Regions from separate parts of the Gossypium hirsutum genome. Here region 2 is linked to region 1. A link is a contact called in public Hi-C data. All regions are on one chromosome and are shown on one strand. The core of a region is the stretch at or near the end of the contact, and the rest is flanking DNA. Distances in the headings are between cores, read along the strand shown.

What was found. A called contact is a pair of places that touch in the nucleus more often than the background predicts.
Region 2: a Hi-C map of leaf shows a contact between it and region 1, with 1.7 times the contacts expected there. The contact joins the promoter of LOC107901931 here to the promoter of LOC107901926 in region 1. A contact is called at or near these places in 3 of 34 Hi-C or Micro-C datasets (hypocotyl and leaf).

Annotation. Positions count from the first base shown.
Region 1 is chrD06:55,841,158-55,844,430 of Gossypium_hirsutum_v2.1, forward strand. It overlaps LOC107901926 (flap endonuclease 1), which reads right to left and starts at 1,466. Exons shown (of 10, transcript XR_005914953.1): 1 at 861-1,466; 2 at 553-737; 3 at 393-464; 4 at 38-305.
Region 2 is chrD06:55,987,522-55,991,093 of Gossypium_hirsutum_v2.1, forward strand. LOC107901931 (probable xyloglucan endotransglucosylase/hydrolase protein 8) reads right to left here and starts at 1,645. Exons shown (of 4, transcript XM_016828113.2): 1 at 1,346-1,645; 2 at 1,152-1,252; 3 at 867-1,069; 4 at 240-801. The coding sequence starts at 1,520. The coding sequence ends at 396. LOC107901932 (probable dolichyl-diphosphooligosaccharide--protein glycosyltransferase subunit 3B) reads left to right here and starts at 2,764. Exons shown (of 1, transcript XM_016828114.1): 1 at 2,764-3,572. The coding sequence starts at 2,779. TRNAL-UAG (transfer RNA leucine (anticodon UAG)) reads left to right here and starts at 2,617; the gene lies at 2,617-2,696.

The DNA of each region.
Region 1 (3,273 bases), core at 216-2,715:
AACTCTCAGGTAGATGCAATTGGTTCAGAAGACTTACAAATTGGTCATGATATTGCTCAACTGTGCTCATCTATTTCAAGGCAACAAGTTTAGTCATGGGATCCAAAAATCGAGCAGACCCAAACCTGTCCTGTAAAGCTCGAGCATATTGTTCCCAAGTGAGATGTTGAAGTCCACCATTTCGTTGTACAAAGAAATAATGCCACTCAAGTGCTCGACCATCAAGATTCAACATGAGTAATTGAACTTTGGCTTGATCTCCCACATTCTCAGCCTTGAAAAATTGTTCTAGCTTAGCTCACCAACTACAAAAGTTTGTACCATCAAACCGTGGACATTGTAGCTGAAAGAGTCTTCCCATTGAATAATCGCGCCAATACGAGAAGAAGTACCTAAATGACCTCCATCGATTGCTGTAGACATAACTACTGTGTCCTTGGGTGGAAACCTTGGTGGAGGTGTACCTAACAACCTTTTGCCATTTAAACCTTGAATACCAATGGTAGGCTGCCTAAAATATTGATCAAAGAAGGAATGCAACTCATATCTAACCTCGCTGCATATTTCACCCTTAAAATCTTCACGAAAGTCTTTGAAACGAGCATCCAACTTGGCGTCTAACTTGACTTCCATCTTGCTGTCAAGTTGAGAAAGTTCATGTTGTAGGAGACCCATCTCCTCTTGAAGGCATGTCATGATTCCATCAGTGGCCATGAGGAACGTGTAGGCTCTGATACCTTTGATGAAGTAAGAAAGTCTTAGCAAAAAGAGTAAATAAAAGGAGAGAAGATCGAAGAAGAAGATGAAATTTCATAGAAGAAAGAGCATAAAATTCTTGTGTATTTCCATAACTATCTCACCCTTCAAGCTAATTGGTTCATAAAGGGTGGGTAACGGGCAGGTTTTGACAGGCTGTTTAAAATAGAATTGAATTAAACACACTGTATCACTAATATTGCTAAACTCCCTATTTTTGGCACTTAGTCGACTACCCTCCCTTACAAGCACCATTTTCATTAAAACCAACGTTCAAAACTAAACAAAAATTAACAGAATTATATAAGCAGTGAACATTTCTCCCACATCAACTTATTGGGTGAAGGAGGTCCCTTTAGAGATTCAACAACTAGTCATGAAGGAAAAAAGGGTTTTTCAAGGAATATAAGAAGTGTGTGTTCTTGTTTATTCCAAGTCTGAGGGAAGATTTTTTTTACTCTAAGGAACTCAGTAGATGGTAGGTTTGGTTGAAAGGAAATGATTTAATCAAAGATTTAAGGGCTTATGGACTAGTCCACTCTAATTGGATTTTCTCCGGTGCAAGGAAGGGGAAAGGTTTAGAGGGAAGATTAATAGTCTTTATTTTAGGTTTTTTTTTCTATTTCTATGTTTTTTTGTTTTTTTATTTATTTTGGTTCTGCTTTCCTTCTCTGTTAAGTTTTGTCCAGTTGTTTTTAGGGTCCCCCAAGGCACTGCCCAAATGACTTTGAGGGTGTACGACACCTGTCTTTCTCTGTAAAGTTTGGGGGCCTAGGGTTTGGTGTTAGGTTTATTATTGTTTTAACCTTTAATTTTCCCTTTCATTAATGCATTGGCTATCTTTTTATCAAAAATAAAATAAAATAAACATTTGATACATCAATATAAATATACATTAACCCCTACCTCGAAAAGTTCCTCTACCTTGGAAATAAAACACATGTATAAATTTTAAAAAAAAGAAGAAGAAATAGAATAGTAAAGGTTCAATATAATATTCGGCACTTGAACTTGACACTTTTTTTTAATTTGGTACTTAAGTTTTGTTTTAGGTTTAATTTGGTACCTAAGCCTTTTTTTAGGTTTAATTTGGTACTTAAATTTATTAAATGTTATACAAATTACGCAAAACGATGTTTTTTTTTTTGTTATCCTACAAAGATATTGTCACTACTAGAGAAAATTCATGTTAAAAAATAGGTATTGAGTTATGCTTAATGAATTAATATTAAATAAGAAAAAATTTTTTTAAAACCCCAAATTTTAAAAAAAATCATTAATTTCAATTAATAAAATACTTAAATAAATAAATAAAACTAAAAGTAATTGAACATATAAAATACAAAAAAAATATCATATCATTTGTCATATGTCGACCATACTTTATTATTTTTTTCTACTTCATAAAAAAATATTTTTTGTATGTTGGAGTAATTTGTAAAGCGTTTGACAAGTACCAAATCGAATAAAAAAATTAAGTACTAAATTAGGGAAAATAGCCAAATTCAGGTTTAGATACCAAATTAAGAAAAAAATGTCAAGTTCGGGTACCAAATATTAAATTAAGCCAACAGTAAAAGACAATACAACTCATCCGAGAAAAAGTAAATAAATGAAAATGCATTAATCCTTTTTTCCTTGAAATAACAAAATGGAAGAGAACATTAAAATTCTCTTTCAAATACACGAAAGACATTCCATCTTCTTTAGTTACTTCAGAGAAACATGACACCGACAGTAACAATTTGAGTCGACGACGACGAGCTTCAAGGCAACAATTAGAGAGGAGCAACATAGTTTTTATTTTAGGAGCATAAGCAAGGTAGAAGACGTCATGAGGCAAATGAAAAAAGATAAAAAAAAAATTGTATTTTGATTTAGGAGAGGACTTTGTTTTTTCTTCTTTATGGTTATTATTTTTAATTTACTTTCTCTTTTTGGGGTGGATTTTTTTTTTTTTGTTTAGCCCATATATATGAATAATTGGATCAACAATCAATTCAACCAGTAAGCAGTTTGTAGTTCTTGTCGGTTTGTAGTTCAAACAGGTTTTTAAGACTCTTCAAGCTATTAAATGGGCTGAAAATAACCCCAAACAATTGAAATAAAAAATTTAGGAAACGCTCAAGATCTTTTAGCTCTCTTCGACCTATTAAAAACTTGCAATTCATTTGGTATTTTGACTGTGTAAAGATTATATGTATTGCTAAACTTCAGAAATTTGTTCCAGCAAAATTGGTTGCCAAAAGCCTCAATTTCGACAAAATTGGTTGCCAAAACCTCTCTTGTGAAATTCTCGATTCCGCTTGTCTCGTTGCATCTTACAGTTGTACACTTCTTCCATTTTCTGTGCACGATCAAATAGAACAACAAATTCTTGTATTTCATTACCTCCGATCATCATTCGAATTTCATCATTCAAACCATTTTCAAATCGGATACACATTTTTTCTTCAATAGCCACAATTTCTCGAGCATATTTACTGAGATCCACAAATTCTCTCTCATATTCAACTA
Region 2 (3,572 bases), core at 395-2,894, 150 kb after region 1:
GTAGCAGACTGATCTTCATATGGTAGCCATTTTAGCTAAAAACTAACTGCTACAATAACAACTGGTTGATACCAATGAGGGAAATTTGGTGGGCATATGTTTCTAAATCAATTTCTTCTTGTTTTATATGTAATGCACACACACACGTAAGTTTGCAAGGGAAACTCTGGGAAAAAAGATCGAGCACCAACACACTTTGTTATTTAATGAACAAAAATCATCAAACTCTGCTCATGAAATTCTTCAAAATATATGAACTGTATTATTAAAAAATAGTGAACCAAAGATAGATCTGGTCAAATATGCAAACTCATATCATAAGGACAACTGAATAAATTATATAAACATCCCATAAAATCGAAACAAAAATTTATCTTAATTGATGATATAGGATCCTATTCCCAGGGGCTCAATGAACACTCTCCAGGCAATTTAGGATACCGTTCATTATCCTTGCAATAATCATAAATGACAAGGCTCCTCTGCACCCAAGCATAATCCATTTTCTGGGAATCAGATAAATGCCAAGCCTTGTACTGATCCCACCAGTTCTTGGTGGTGGTGGAAACACAGGCAGGGTAAGGGTCTTCCCATTGGCAACCCTCGACGCTGAAATCCTTGTAAGACGACACAAATGGGGCTCTTTTCCAGTCTGTTTTCTCCAACCCACCTCTCGTCGCCCACTCATCTGCGTTCCATATGCTGGAGAACAAATACATTGGCTTCTCATTGGGAAAGAAGTCGTTTTTCTCATCACCATTGTTTTTGAATACTCTTATGGGAACTTCATCCACAAAAAACCTGTTTTGCAATAATTCAGTAGGCATATATTCGGATATGAGTATAAGATATAATACGAGACTTACACAATTTGGTGGTTGTTCCATAGAATGGAATATGAATGAAACTCTTCAGTGGGGTCGAACCAAAGCATGTGCCTCATTTCACGGCCTCCAACACCATTTTTATACACGTTTGTCTGTATTAAATACGGTTGCCCTGTTCGATTCCCCAAGAACTCAAAATCCAGTTCATCTCGTTCTGGCCCTGCCCCGTTCTCAGAACACATCTGCACCACTCTTTAAACTTCAGCTATGGAAAACACAACTCTTATGTTACAAAATATTTAAACAACTGTCAGGAAAACATACATAGTAAGCTGTTACAACGCCAGCAGAGTCACCTCCGACCAACTTCAGTTTCATGCTAAACCACCCAAATCTGTATCTTTGCTTGGTTTGAAACCCGCAACCTAGAAGCAGATAGAAACAGATTAAAATCCTGGATTTGAAGCAAGTTATTAGAACCAAACACTACTGTTTAACGCAATCAAATTGTATCAAACCTGTGTCTTTGTCCAAGGAGAGGTACCAGGTCTGACCATCTTCAGAGGTCTTGAAATGATCTTCAGACCACATTATACTGAAGTTATCTTCGAAAGAAGTTTGTGAATCAGCTGCTTCAGATGAAGAGTAAAACGCAGATATTAGAAGTGCAATGAAGAGTACCCCTTTCTCCATTTTGTTGACCCAAAGTGTTGTTTTTGGAAGAAGAGGATGAGATCTCACTTCTCTGCTGGATCTTGAGAGGTAAATATCCGAGTATTCGAATTTGGACACTTGATGTGATCATGTGTGAAGCGGCACACCAATAAACCAAGGTTTATTTTGGTCTATTAATTGGATGAATGTACCAATATACCCATCCAAGAAATCATGCAAATTGCAAAGTGAAGAAGGGTATTTTAGGGAAATGAAGTAAGATAAATGATCCATGGAGAACATAAATGAAATGCCAGGCTGCCCTCCAATTAGGAATTGGCAGTATAAAGAAATGGAGAGTGGGTCCATTTCTTACATGTAAGAACTGTTGTGTTTGTCTTGAAAATAATCACAGAAAATCTTGGATTTCACCACTGGATTTGGCGGTCGGGACTCGGGACCAACAACCAGCTTAAACTTTGAATTAAAGCAAATTAATCTCACTTTAATCTTTAACTTTAGGTAAAAAAGGACTTAGATTACAAATTAAAAACAAAATTTTCCTTTTTTAATCGTAAGCAATGGAAAGAAAGCAGAAAAAGCAGAGCTTGCTTTCTTGGTAAACATGACCAGACATGCTAATCTAAACCTTGTTATATAGTTGATTGGGAGAGGTGCTCAAGCACATGGCATTAGGGACCAATTTTAGGGGTCATAAGGTCCCACAACAAGCTGCATTTTTGATGGACTGAAAGTGAATGCCAAAGTATGGATTTAATGAAGTAAGAAGATCATATGCAACTGTCGATGCCAAATATGAAGACATTTCAACAAATTAATGCGATACTCCAAAAAAAAATGAAATACCTGATATATAACATCATTATTAAGTAAAAATGAAAATTTTTAATCCATTAACAATAAAAATTTAACCAAATGCTTGACTTGGAATAAGAAAAACACTTACTTTGCAATTTGATTATGCACGTGAAAAACAGCAATCACTTCAACGCTCATCAGCTTATTGCTAGTTACTTGTAGGTCGTAGGCTTCTAGCTGTCAAATTGGTGCATCACCAGCTTTGACTTTAACTATATAGATAAATATGTTTCTGTTTTAACACGAAGCAAAAAGGGACAGTTTGGCCGAGTGGTCTAAGGCGCCAGATTTAGGCTCTGGTCCGAAAGGGCGTGGGTTCAAATCCCACAGCTGTCAATTTTTCTTTTTGAAAGCTTAGAGCTGGCTCATATGATATTCTTTCAAAGGTCCATTCAAACGAGCCCATTTTAAGCTGAACATGGACCTAAATGATCTTTCATCTGATACGACGTCGTTAAGCTGGAACTCAAGGTCAAGTCAGTCAACGCGTCAAAGTCATCTTGTCCAGACGAATGTTAAAACCGGAGAAGCGTTAAGACCGAAGCTGTTTGTCGCCAATCCCCAAATCCGAAAGCTAAGCAAGGAAATGGCGATCCCTTCCAGTTCTGCTTATCTCTTCTTACTCTCCTTTTTCACCCTTTCTCTATTCCTTGCTATTTCCACTGCTGAATCTGAATCTGAATTAGAACTGGTAGCCGATCTCCGCGCCCTTCAGTCCGAATCCAAATCAGGAGTCATCCACTTAGATGACCGAACCATTGCCAAATTCCTAACCTCCCCCAAAATCCCTCGCCCTTACTCTATCCTCATCTTCTTCGACGCCACCCAACTCCACGACAAAACCGAACTCCACCTCCGCGAGCTCCGCCAAGAATTCGCCCTCGTCGCCTCTTCCTTCATCACCAACCACAACAACTCCAACACCAAGCTCTTCTTCGCCGACATCGAGTTTCGCGAATCTCAATCTTCTTTCCACCTCTTCGGCGTCAACTCCCTTCCCCACATCCGCCTCGTCGGCCCCACCGCAAAATCGTTGAAAGATGAGTCGGAACAGATGGACCAGGGCGATTTTTCTCGATTGGCTGAGTCAATGGCCGAATTCGTTGAGTCCAGAACTAAACTCACCGTGGGTCCCGTCCATCGTCCTCCCATTCTCTCGAAAACTCAAATGGGTCTGATCGTTGCCCTTTTGTTGATCCCTTCTCCGTTCAT